2 separate regions of the Hordeum vulgare genome follow, and region 1 is linked to region 2. A link is a contact called in public Hi-C data. All regions are on one chromosome and are shown on one strand. The core of a region is the stretch at or near the end of the contact, and the rest is flanking DNA. Distances in the headings are between cores, read along the strand shown.

Region 1 (6,918 bases), core at 1,063-3,562, 210 kb after region 2:
GGGGCGGATCGAGGGACGTGAGGACGTTCCACTACATCAACCGCGTTTCTTAACGCTTCTGCTGTGCGATCTACAAGGGTACGTAGATCAGAAATCCCCTCTCGTAGATGGACATCACCATGATAGGACTTCGTGCGCGTAGGAAATTTTTTATTTCCCATGCGACGTTCCCCAACAAAATGCGGGCAACCAAACAGTCGGCCTTAAAGTGTCCTTTGATGCAAGGCAACCAAACAATATGCAAATGTTGGTTTGTTGCATGTTTTTATCAACCTGGCTGGCTCGAGATGTGATCAAAATGCAGGTATTGTTCACTCATAACAACTGAAAGCGCTCTGGAGAAGGCTACCTTTCACTATTACTACCTTTGTATTGATTTATTGATCCTTTTATATTTTGTGTTAAATTTGAATCTTAGATTTAACTAACAAAATATTAATGTGTGTCATAAAAAAATCATTGGAACTATTTTTCAATACGAATTCAACGATAGAATTTAATATGACATGCACTAACATTTTATTAGTTAAAACTATGATCAAAATATACCATAAAATACAAACATGCCTAGTAAATTAGGACGGAGGTAGTATTAGTGCTAGGTGTTAGCACTCCCTTTCTTTTATCTATCACCTCATGCAGGAGCAGCAGCAACGACCACTGGCGGAGCTATGTGTTACGAAAAAGGGATACGACCCACCCAATCCATGGAAAATACAGTGGGGGGTTGACAGCTTACTGGGTTATGAATGCAACTATAGTGGGTTTTCTTACTAGTGGCCCACCCAAATTTAGTGATGTAGCTCCAACACTCGCAGTGACAACAATCGCCTTCTTTTGAAAATTTCCTAAAAATGCACTCCCTTGTTAAACAAAGGCCAACCTTTAGTTTCAAGAAAGAAAAGTAGGATGAAGAAAACTAAGGGCACGTTTGATTCATGACTAATTTGGTCACAATTAATCTTGGGTAAAGTATGTTTGTAAAAAATTAATATGGCTAACAAAATGATCAGCATAAATGTGACAAGATTCGGTAAAAAATTAAGTCTATGACATGTAAACCATATAACTAAAAGGTGCTATGTAGGTACTACGTAGGCCTTGTTTTGTTTGGGTCGGCTGAATAGTGAATACGCTTTACTACCAAGTGCCAATCATAGAACTTGGGAACTAGGAATAGTATACAAACTTGGAAAAAAATATTTCACAAAAAAATAAAAGGTAAACGTTTTCAGCCGGCGCGTCGGTCGAATCGTTCGGCGGTCCCGCGCAGCTGGCTGGTCAGGGCTTGCAACATTTTTTCGTTTAGATTTACTGTAACCACGTTTAAATTTGCTATAACCGTTTTTCATTTTGCTACAATTTGTCCATTAAAGTTACATTTACGTTTGGTTGCAACTTGAGTTGGTTGGATATTTTGCTATAACCGGCGTTTGATTTTTGTTACAACCGTGTTAATTTTTGCTACAACCGATATCAATTTTTGTTGCAACCGTTTATTAAAAAAGTTGCATACACGTTCGTGAGAGTTGCAACCTGAGTTCACCGGATTGTTTTGCTACAAACCACATTTTGTTTTGCTACCACGTATCAACAACGTCGTTTTTTTTTTCCTACGACCACGTTGATATTTTTTCTATAATCATATTGTTGTTGTAACCGTGGACGAAATTTGCTTTGTGGTGGCATAAATTTGCTGCATCAAAGGGTTTTTACTGCATTAGAGACCGATGCGGCCCGTGAATCTAACTATTGAGTTGTGACCGGCGCGCGCTCGGTGCCGAGTAATGCTTAAAATAAAAACAGTACACAGTGACCCTCATGGCCTCGTCACCAGCCAATTATATGAATCGCCGAACGAACTGAGCATTCTACGCACGGCGCATGAGAACCTGGACGCTGTTCATGAATCGAAACGGAACGATGGCGCGCGCGCGCGAGCGAGCATACGAACGCACCTGGACGCTGCAGAAGCGTGGGTGGCGCGCGAGGGTGGCCTCGAGCCCGGCCCGCACGGCGGCCAGGTCGACCCGCGCGCCGAGGCCGAACACGGACACGATGTAGCAGCTGAAGTGCGGCTCCCGGAACAGCCGCCCCGTCGGGCTCACCGGCTCCTCTTCCTCGCCCACCTCGCTCTCGCCGCCCCTCCCCGTCTCCGCGCGCGCCGCGTCTATCGCCGGCGGCCGCTTCCGCAGCGCGCTCCCGCGGCGGCGATCCATCCTTTACGTCGCCGCGCGCGCGTCTCGTCTGTGCTAATCCGCAGGATCGTTTCCGGAGACTGCCCCGTTTTGTAGTTGTGCTGTGCTAGTGGGCAGGCTCGTTTCCGGAGACCGCCCCGTTTTGTAGTTGTGAGTTGTGACGCACGGCGCACGGGACGGTGGTTGTCGCGGCGGGGCAGGTGCGCCAGCGCGCGCGCTTGGACGTGACGCGCGCGCGCGTCGCTGCCGTGGGTTCGATTTTTTGGTTCTTCGGTAAACATTTATGTTGGCTTTGGCGTGAGTTTTTCGGGAAACTTCCGTCTGCGTCTGCGTCTGGTCCGGTGCCGGAACGTGCGAGACTACTGCCGGGGTGTGCTTTGACTGGCTGAGCTGTGATTTCGTTTGTGGTGGCAAAGCCATGGCGACCGAGCACGAGGAGCGCAGGTCTGAACTGGTGCAAAGGTCACCCGCCGGCTTAGCGACGTGGAGCTCTGCGCAGAGCCTGATGGGAAGCTCCACAGTCCACACGCGACCGGCTTTGATGGTTATACTTCCTTGAAGTGATGTGATGCACTTGATCGGCGGTGTTGTATACGTTTCTCCTTCCTGCATGACCGGGGGATGACGGACCCTCGCCCCCTGTGGAATGTGGTCATCGACACGGGTGCCCGCTCTCGTGACGACTCCTTGCGTGTCAGAACTGCGGCCAAATCTACCAACCACGATCTCCGCAACGTTAAAGTATCGACAACGGGACACCACAAATCCAGGCCTTGTATGTTCACCGACGCAACCTTGGAGAGTACCGGTTATTCTCATGGCCCGACTTTGCAACATGGTCTGCATTTCTTGATCCTCATATCTACAACGTTTGTTCATAAATATAAGATGTTGCGATACTAATTTTTTGGTATAATTTTTTGAAAATCTATTGGACGCTTCGATGGAGAGTTTTGTTTTTTAGTTAGAGCACGGTGGGGGATATCCCATAGCTATGTGCGGAAGATAATAAGATGTTTAACGAAAGTGCCTTTCGGCTCCCGAGCTCATTTGAGCTCGGATGAACAGTAAAATCGAAAAAAAATTGAAAAATGTTCAAACAGTTTTGAAATTTTTTTGAGACCAACTTTTACAAAAGTTTTAAGTGCATGTAAAAATTTGGCATGAACTAACATTTCTACAAGGCGTGAAAAAATAAATAAAATAGACACTCTGAAAATGCGCATTTTCAGAGCATCCATTTTGTTTATTTTGCCACGCCTTGTAGAAATGTTAGTTCATATCAAATTTTTGCATGCATTTAGAACTTTTGTCAAAGTTTGTCCCAAAAGAATTTCAGAATTTTTTGAACATTTTTTGATGTTTTTCCGATTTTACTGTTCATCCGAGCTTAAATGAGCTCGGGAGCAGATACTCCATGTCCGATGTTTAATGCTTTCTTTATAAAAAAGAAGGTTTTTAAGACCATCGCACGCATGAAGAATAATAAGGCTAATGGTTTGGACGTATTTCCATCGGAATTCTATGAAAGATGCTGGGAGTTTATTAAGGGAGACTTCATGTCCATGGGTCATGATCTTTTTGATGGTCAACTTCAGTTGTTCAGACTTAAATTTGAAATTATTACTTTATTGCCTACGAAGGAAGAGGCATTTAGAATTGAGCAATTCAAACCCATTTGACTACTCAATGTTAGTTTTAAGATTTCTATCAAAGTGGGTACGACTCGTGTAACTCAGATTGCATGTTTTATGGTTAGCCATCTCACACTACTTTCATGCCACGAGGACGCATTCTACAGGGAGTTGTTGTGTTAAATGAAACTTTACATGAAATCTATTGAAAGAAACTTGATGGCGTCATTTTCAAAGTGGATTTTGAGAAGGCATACTATAAAGTCAAGTGGTCTTCTCTGCAGCAAGCTCTGCGTATGAAGGGTTCAATTTCAAAATTGATGTATGTACGATGAAAAGTGCATACAATTTCCAGACAAAACGATATCACCCATCCACGAATTCATCCAACGGCAGGTGATGACTATCGTATGTAAATCGTACAAAATATGCCGTACGTGTAGCATGGCTCGTTCAATTTTGCTTGGAGGAAGCAAGTTGAGACCTTTGAATAAGGATGTAGTGTTACTCGATCAAGAAGGCAAGACTAATTGAGTGCTTCACATGCAAGGGACACGAGCACAAATCATTTGAGTGCCCCACAATACGCGCTATGGTGGTCAATCAAGATGAAGGGCACTAGTCCATAAGTGAAGGAGAAATGGAAGGTTTATAACGTGTTACTCGTCATCAACAAGTAAATCAAGAAAAAGATGATCAAGTGTTTTGTGATACAAATACATTCCCGCTCTCGTTGTCTCAAAGATCTTCATCAGTCAACAACAAGATGATGCCAACTGAAAATGCCACCTATTTCACACAAGAGTCAGCATCAATGGAAGATCAATCAAAGTGATCACTGATAATGGTGGTTGTCACAACTTGGCGATACCACCTCAATCCAGGAGCCATCCACAACTCTACAAGGTTCAATGGCTTAATGACACCATGGAAGTATCTTTCAACATTAGCGCCTATCTTGACAAGGTGGAATGTGACATGATGCCCGTGACTATTTGTCGTCATATCTTGGGACGCTCATGGCATTACACTGTGATGTCATCCACAATGGCCCAACAATAGTTATAGCTTCAAAGTTGAAGGACAAGGAATATGTGTTTTGCCCAAATACCTAAGGACCAAGTCATTGCCGACAAGACTAAACCATTGACAAGACGTTTGCATAATCATTATCATCGTCAGTCTAGTGAGAGAGCGAGGCGCCAAAGGAGAGCAAGTGCCAAAGCCCAATATGAGTGTTCCCATGATGGTTGCCAACAAAGAAATGGTCCCCTTATCCACAAAATCAACCTATTGGTGCCCCACTCTGCTTATGTACAAACATGAAGCCATTCTACCTAACACCTCACACGCTCTTCCTAGCTCTATGTTGCATGTTTGCATGAAATCGTGGATCCTTTCCCTTCAAAGACTCCAGGGGATCTTCCTGCGCTATGCAGCAACAAGGACCAACTCGCCTTCATCTTCAACGCACATGACGAGCTACTTGACATTGGGTATGCTCGCGAATGTTTGAGCCCTTTTGCTAGTTCCGTCATACTTCTTCATGTGAACGATGAATGGAGAACTATTTACACACCAAGAATAACTTCTCCAAAGCACCTAGTACTCTCATGCACTTGGTGACCCAATTGTTTAGGAAACTCATTGGCAGATTTGTTACTTTGTACTTTGATGTCATCTTACTATACGACAAACATATCGATGATCATACCAAACATGTTATCCAACTTGAAGTGTTATCAGATCAGCAATTTATGCTAATATTAAGAAATGCACTTTGGGCCTATAACAACTCATTTTCTCACACCTTGTTATTGCTTCTCATGACATTGAGGTAGACGATTATACACTTGACACAATACAACTTGGCCACAACCCACAAAATCTCACAAGTGTGTATTCTTCTTGGGTTGGCCGGTTTTTCTCGGTCACTTTGTCTAGTACTTGATTTCCATTACCTCACAATTGCATGTTTTTCCTCACAAAGTGACATAGCTTCGAGAACTTGAGCCTAATGCCATTGGACTAGATAAAAAGATGTGTTCGTATGCCATGTACCATTTCTTTGCTACCGCTCATGCTAATCACATCGCCAAGAAGGCTCGTGTTGGGTGAATTACTACATGAATGATGACATGATGACCCACAAGTATAAGGGATCAATCATAGTCCTTTCGATAAGTAAGAGTGTCGAACCCAACGAGGAGCAGAAGGCTCTGATAAACAGATTTTAGCAAGGTAATAACTGCAAGCACTAAAAGTAGTGGTAACAAGTGATGGTGTAGCGAGGTGAAACGTAGCAAGTGAAAAGTAACAAGTAACAAGTAGTAGCAACGGTGCAGCAAAGTGGCCCAATCCCTTTTGTAGCAAGGGACAAGCCTGAACAAAGTATTATAGGAGGAAAAACGCTCCCGAGGACACACATGAATTTCTGTCATGCTAGTTTCATCATGTTCACGTGATTCACGTTCGTTACTTTGATAGTTTGATATGTGGGTGGACCGGCGCTTGGGTACTGCCCTTACTTGGACAAGCATCCCACTTATGATTAACCCCTCTGGCAAGCATCCGCAACTATGAAAGAAGAATTAAGACAACGTCTAACCATAGCATTAAACTAGTGGATCCAAATCAGCCCCTTACGAAGCAACGCATAGAGTGGGGTGTAAGCTTCTGTCACTCTAGCAACCCATCATCTACTTACTACTCCCCAATGCCTTCCTCTAGGCCCAAACATGGTGAAGTGTTATGTAGTCGACGTTCACATAACACCACTAAAGGAAAAAAGACAACATACATCATATCAAAATACAGAACGAATACCAAATTCACATGACTATTATCAGCATGACTTATCCCATGTCCTCAGGAACAAAAGTAACTACTCACAAAGCATAATTATAATCATGATTAGAGGTGTAATGAGTAGCATCAAGGATTTGAACATAAACTCTTCCACCAAGTAATCCAACTAGCATCAACTACAAAGAGTAATCAACACTACTAGCAACCTTACAAGTGCCAATCGGAGTCGCGAGACGGAGATTGGTTACAAGAGATGAACTAGGGTTTGGAGAGGAGAT
Region 2 (7,161 bases), core at 3,676-6,175:
GACAAAGTTATCAAAAATGATATGCTTTCTTATCACAACTCCTGCCATAGCTAAAATCTCTGCTTTCTGGAAATCTTTGATCACATTGTGAGACCGGAGGAAAGGGACTTTGTCCGGTTTTGCAAGAACATGGTTGTGATCATAGAAGAAACTGCTGACATACCAAAGTCCACTCTTTCTATCAAGCTTCACTTTTAAATGGGCTTCACAGAAACATCGACTCTCCGTTCTCAGTCTGCGGGTCCGGCCTTCCATGATTAAAATTTTTGCCTGTCGTTTTCCTGCCCTGGAACAGAGATACCTCCTCATGCGTAAAACTTTTTGGGAACCTTTTCCAAATCTTTTCCAGTCCCTCCTGATACTGAATCCACGATCTTTCGCGTACTGGTTATAGAACATGTACGCCTCTCCTTCTGACCTGAATGTCTTGGCCATGACTTTCCAATGCCTATCCAATGTCTCTTGCTGATATTCATCATAGCCGATGTCAAGGTCAAAATCAAGATCACCAACATGCTCATCGTTCCCATTAGAACCATCAACACCCCCTGCAAAATAAGACATATCACCATGTTCGTCAATCTTTTGATATGTTTTGAGTTTTCATGAGTAATTTGAACATGTAATATAACTTACTTCGCTCATATTTCCTTCATTAGATGCATTGTCATCATCCTCATCATTATCATCATCCTCATCATTATCACCATCCTCATCATTGTTATCATCCTCATTATTGTCATCATCCTCATCATTGTCATCATGTAAGGTTCTCGCCTCAGTGTCACCATTGATATTTCTCTATGCAGATTCAAAAGTGTAAGTGGTAATACAATTTGTATGTTAGTAATAATACAACAACATATTTGAAACATACATGGGTTCCACTTTCAGCATAAGATTGATCATCTATATCATAATCGTCATTGTCATCATTGGCATGCACCTATTTAAATTCAATAGCAATTGTAAGTGTTAATGTAATAGCTTATATTTTCATTATTTATAGTCAACGTACACAACACTTACATTACCACTATATGATTCATCCTCACTCATATAGTTGTGTCCGAGTGATTTATTTGCATTCAATGACGAAGATTCATCCTCACTACTAGATTCATCGCCAGCATATCAGGTGTTGTCTTGCTCTATTAATAAACCTTTCAATAGGTGTTGTGTCAATGTCACAATAAACACTCATACAATGAAATCATGAAAAATTGTATGGATTAAATGAAAAAACTTACTGTCCGTCGTCGAAGGGTTGATCGACATCGTTCGACGTTGATGCCACGTCGGTCACTGCAACCGCTGACGTCGAAGCGGAGGGAGAGGGTCACGTCGCCGGTGGAGACGTGTGCGGCGGCGTACCGGCGGTGGCGGAGAAGACGTCGCGTGGTGGACTCGCGGCGGTGGAGACGAGACGGTGGGGGGAGTCCTATCGGCGGTGAAGGCGACGCGTGCTGGACTCGCGGCGTCGGCGGAGACGTGCGGGTGGTGGAGCCACGTCGGCGCCGGAGACGGCGGTAAATACATCGCGTGGTGGAGTCGCGGCGGCGGAGGCGGGCGTGATGAAGATAGGTCTTTTCTTCTTTTTTCCAACCAAACCGTCGACGCGTGGGCTGATGTGGCGTACGTACGACGGACGGGCGGGCGTACGACGGGCGGGCGGATGGGGCGACGGATAATGTACAGAACGTGTAATGACCATACTGCCCTTATACGTTTAGTGGGGGTTGTACCGAAGTGCTTCTCTATTTATATTTAGTGCATAAAGAGTAAAATTAATTTTACAATTTTGGAGGGGGTGGCATGTCACCCATGACATCCCCACTAGATTCGCCCATGACAGCAGGCTTCACGAGGCATGCCCCAAAATTAAGGGTGTGTTTGGTTACTCTCATCAAGTGGAATGTAACGGGTCCATTCCGTTCCGAGGGGTCGTTCTCGTGTTTAGTTGGGTAGAGGAACCGGAACCAACTCATTCTCCGGAACGGCATATTCCTCCAAGACCCCGAATGCGCTGGTACCTCCAAATCGGAGGAACCACGCGGAACCGTCTTCGGCGCTGCCCTCTCCCTCTCCCTATCCAGCACCGCCCTCTCCCTCTCCGGCGGCGCCCTCTCCCTCTCCGTCTGCGGCGGCTCGAGGAGCAGGTGTGCGGCGGCCCGATCAGGTGCGGCGGTGCCGGCCCGAGCAGGTGCGGCGGCGGCTCGAGGAGCAGGTGTGGCGGCGGCGGCCCGAGCAGGTGCGCCGCCCTCTCCCTCTCCGGCGGCGCCCTCTCCCTCTCCCGAGCAGGTGCACCGCCCCCTCCCTCTCCGGCGGCGGCTCGAGGAGCAGGTGCGGCGGTGGCGGCCCGAGCAGGTGCGGCGATGGCGGCCCGAGTAGGTGCGACGGCGGCTCGAGGAGCATGTGTGGCGGCGGCGGCGGCGGACCCGTTCCATTTATTATTTCAACCAAACATAGAAACGTAATCTTGTGGAATGGAATGTCATGGAATCATTCCATTACGTTCCACCTCATTCTTCAACCAAACACACCCTAACCGAACCAGGAAAGGCGTCACCATTCACTCTTCGTCACGCAAACAACAACATTGGAGTAGTACTACATTCAAACACTACATTTCAAATCCAAAACTCATCATCGATACACTAGTCTTGCAGATCCTTGCTACAAGATCCTGCAGAATAGATTACATGCTTACTGCAACAGCACAAGAAGAAGGAAACGAATGAAAATTATAGGGCCTTCAGTGGTTCACAAAACAAGAACCCTAGTCAAGCATAGTTAGTATGTCGTCGTCGCAGGACCGCTGTTGTTTTTCCACCTTGTCCACACGAGGACTTCGAGGGTGATGATAGTGATCAGAAGGATGGCCAGGTTGAAACCATAGCCGATCTTCCACGAGTTACCAGCGCCTCCAACTTTGATTCCCACCACAATGTTAACTGCCGCAAAGAAGAGAACAAGCCTGCCTACCCAATGGTGATACCAGTTCCAGTATTTCCGGTACTTCGAGTCTTTGTTGGGCCGTAGGAAGAATGCAAGAACCTGCAAGGTTACACATACATTCAGTCCATTTAGAACAGTTTTATGAACCTTTTTTTGCGGGATTTTTGTTCTTCGTTGTATAACTAATGATGGCTGGTGGCATGGTTGTTACAAGAAGGGAAGCAGATATCACATACCTGGAGGATACCTAGCACAAGCACAAATATGCCAAGGCCTCTATGTGCCGGAACATCTGCTTGGATCTTTCCGTAGAGTGATACTCCAGCGACAACGCCGGCCAGGCCGAGGATGAAGCCGACGAACTGGATACCACCATGAAGGTAGAACCACAGAGGGTCCCATCCCCTGCAGTACCGAGCGATAATGGCCCCGATGGGCAGGAGGACACCCCAAGCGAACAGGTTGAGCGCCCCATGAGTCCTCTTTAGGCCATTCGGGAAGGAGGAACCTGAAGAGCTGCCTGCAAACAAAGTGCCAAATTGTTTCATCATCTTAGGAATGGCTCATCCTGCAAACTACTACTCCACTAAAGTGACCGAATAAGTTTCGATGGCTTGGTGACTGAGTCATCACATCGCTAATGTTTAAGCTGCCTTGCTCAGTTGATTTGTCAAAGATATGGTATCTCATTCGATCAGGACATATCAGATCACACTGAACTGTCACAGGCATTTTTTTTACATTTAGCTAGAATTTGTCAGGTGCTCGACAATAAAAACTTCCATAACTAATTAACATTTACTGAAGCAACAGTTCCAAACGTACTTATAATGAGCTATCACGTTTGTGCATTGATGGAGTATTTATATTTCCGTTGGGTAAGGTAAGTTTGCATTAGATGCTTAGCAGACGCGAAGGAAGGAACCCAACTCACCTGTGGTGAAATCAAAGGTGATGGACGTCTTGCCCTGGTGCTCGGCAAGACGGTCGTTGACAGGGATGGCAGAGCCGAAGGCGAAGAGCACCTGCTGCTGCTTGAGCTGCGAGTCGAACTTGAGCTGGAAGGCGAGGTAGATCTTGGCCTGCTTGACGAGGACGGTGTGGTCGCGGTTGTTGGAGACGAGGAATCCCCTGTCGGCGACGACCATGGAGGGCGCCTTGCCGTTGAGGGCGAACTGCTTGACGTGGGGCTGCCCCGTCTTGCCGACCCACCCAACCATGGCGCTCGAGCCCACCATGAGGCCGTCCTTGGAGAAGGCCATCCCCACCCACCCGGAGCTGTACATCGCCGAGAGCACCACCCGCAGCACGTTGTCCCCGCCCTGCGCGTACTGGTGGACGAGGAGACAGCAGGATCGGTTCGGTCAGACAGAGGTACTGTAATCAAGAACGCTCCCGGTCCCCCAAGATCACCCCGGATCTACAGCCTAGTGTCTAGCTCGCGGCGGCGCTTACCCGGAGCACGAAGTTGTTCCAGACGGGGCTGCAGGCCAGCCCGGAGTAGTTGCCGACGAGCTCGGGCGGCAGCGCGTCGTCGCAGCTGCCGGTCTGCGCCGTCACCCCCGGCGCGAAGACGACCGACAAGGCGGCGAGCGCGACGACGAGCATCGCGGCGCCGACGCCGGACGCGCGCGCCATTGCTGCTAGCCGGTCCACCGACGCCGTGAAAGGCCTCGATCTGTATTACTCTAGACCTTTCACGGCAAGCTGAATTACTAGCTGGAAAGCCAAGCAAGTGCTGATTCTTTTTTGTCGACTCCCACTTTGATGGCTCTAGTGGTGGTGGGTGGCGACTGCGGCTGCAGCTGGACGGATGCAGCTTGTGATCGTATGCTTAAGATATTCCTTGCTGGTGAGCTGGGCCTTGCAGGCAGAGGCAGGGAGCTTTTTGTCTTGTGACGAGCACTGTCACTGGATCTACAACCAAACCGCAACACGAGGGTGGCAAAAATGCCATCCCCATGTGTGCGCATGCGCCGCTTCTTTGCCTCTTTCCTTTTTTTAAATAAACAGGCGGCCTCGATCCATTCCCCCCACGCGGTTCACGAAAGCGAGCGCAACACCTATTGGATCGGGCATCACGGTAAGAGATTTTCTCCTATGAGCGTTTGCGGTAGCCATTAATCTGTTTTTCGTGCTTTGTCTTGCAAATAAATGGACACTGGCACACAGTGAACACAGAGTCACGGACCTTTGTGGTTTTAGAACATGTACAGTCGGAACTTATAAATCTGAGACCTTAAACGCTCGCGGATCGTTCGGTGAGTGACCGAACACTATCAAATCTAACTCCTATTTCTTGTCTGCACAGTCGCATTTTTCATATTCTTTCTCATATGTTTGACCATTTACACGTGACCGGTAAAAAAAATGATTCGGAGTGTGATGGTGTCTTATGTGACAGACTGACCTGGCGTGTCCGGACGCATCCGCAAATCTTCGTATCGTCCTCATATTTAAGATAAATATGAAAGGTGTCGGTCAGTCCGGGCATTTGAGATGGACATGAAGGGTTTGGTTGGGTTGCGTTTTTGTGACCAGTCACTGATCATACAACGTATCCAAGTCTTTTGAGACGGATATAAGGGATCCAATTATAGATGCTTGTCCTTAGCTTATACTTAAAAAAACTTCATATACATGCAAGCACGTTCTGATCCCAGCTGTCCACGCGCTAAAACGCGTCGCTAAGCAAGTAAATTAGAAGAAAAGACAAGCAAACATACTGATGATTTTCTTGAGCCTTTCTGTAGAACACGAGGACGGAGCTTTGGACAAACATGTATGTTAATCTCCAGGCCGGTACTGTACACCGTCCAACAAACACTGGTTGAATCTAACAAGGGCATGTCGTTGAGCAGCATCAACTGTGTGTGTTAAATAATAGAGTAATATATATACACTTCGTAAGGTTAGAGTGCGATTGATGCCTTCTCTCTCGGTGTGAGCTAATGTGCGTTGATTAACAAAAGTATCACCGGCAAATGTCCATGTTGCCTGGAGAGCATTAAGAGATGCAGGGATCTCGAAATCCAAGCTAAGAGCATCTACATGCCCTTTCAAGGCCCTTTTATCGTCGGCGCTGAAAAAACGACATAGTCGTGTTCTAGAACATCGAATTCCGCCGGTTCAGTTCATTTTTTACTAGGCGATCCGAGACGAAGTCAAACGCACTTGGTGCCACTTTGGGGCTCCGGTGAAAGGAAAACTGGAGCGTGGGTCACCATTCTCAAGCGAGAAACGCATTTTTTCGTCCAGATTCGGCCCACCAGCAACATGACGATACTTCCCCTTTCGCCGCCATGTTGATCCCGGCGCCACCCACCTACCCACAGTCGCTCCTCCGTCGATAGAAAGGCCATTCCCCCGTTGGAAAGAGAGGGTTTTGCCGCGAGAGCCTCCATCCCGCTCTTGGGCGAGCTCTCGAGAACTTCGACCACGAAGTCGGAGATACCATATTTCACGCACGGTCCTCCTCCAGCTATTGACCACCACGTACCGGCAGCATGGCTTGTCTTCCTAAATATGTGTGTGTGAAAATAACTGGGGTAGAAACGTATGCATTATGCAGGGACGTGTGCGTGTTTATATAGGGCATAAGCCAACCAAATACACAAGATTTACAAGGTGGTTAGGATTGATCTTTATCTTTACGAAGGATATATCTACAAGATCAATCCTAACTTAAACAAACACGCACGCCTAATATTACAATGTCTAACACTCCCCTTCAATCACAACTTATCTAAGTTGAGATTGTGACGAAAAATATCTAACTGTCGAGCGGTAAGCGGTTTAGTGAAACCATCCGCCACTTGATCTCCTGTTGGAATGAACCGAATATGCAACAACTTCTGAGCAACCCGTTCACGAACAAAATGATAGTCAATCTCAATATGCTTGGTACGAGCATGAAAAATGGGAATGGCAGATAGGTAGGTTGCACCCAAGTTATCACACCAGAGAGAGGCAGCAGTAGGATGAGCAATCCCCAACTCGGTCAATAGATTTTGTACCCAAATGATTTCAGCTGTGGCATTGGCAAGTGCCTTATATTCAGCTTCAGTACTGGAGCGGGAGCGAGACACAGTAGGTTGCTTGCGAGCAGCCCAAGAAACAAGGTTACTAACAACAAATACAGCAAATCCTCTAGTGGACTTTCTATCATCAGGACAGCCAGCCCAATCAGCATCAGAGAAAGCA

The links. A called contact is a pair of places that touch in the nucleus more often than the background predicts.
Region 1: a contact with region 2 is called in a Hi-C map of leaf, with 3 times the contacts expected there. The contact joins the promoter of LOC123444117 here to the promoter of LOC123444116 in region 2. A contact is called at or near these places in 1 of 6 Hi-C or Micro-C datasets (leaf) and 1 of 1 datasets of contacts at active chromatin or transcription factors (embryo).

Annotation. Positions count from the first base shown.
Region 1 is chr3H:434,125,580-434,132,497 of MorexV3_pseudomolecules_assembly, forward strand. It overlaps LOC123444117 (wax ester synthase/diacylglycerol acyltransferase 11-like), which reads right to left and starts at 2,313. Exons shown (of 7, transcript XM_045120734.1): 1 at 1,959-2,313. The coding sequence starts at 2,219.
Region 2 is chr3H:433,912,838-433,919,998 of MorexV3_pseudomolecules_assembly, forward strand. LOC123444116 (cytochrome b561 and DOMON domain-containing protein At3g61750) reads right to left here and starts at 4,926. Exons shown (of 4, transcript XM_045120733.1): 1 at 4,414-4,926; 2 at 3,893-4,289; 3 at 3,195-3,478; 4 at 2,612-3,057. The coding sequence starts at 4,596. The coding sequence ends at 2,794.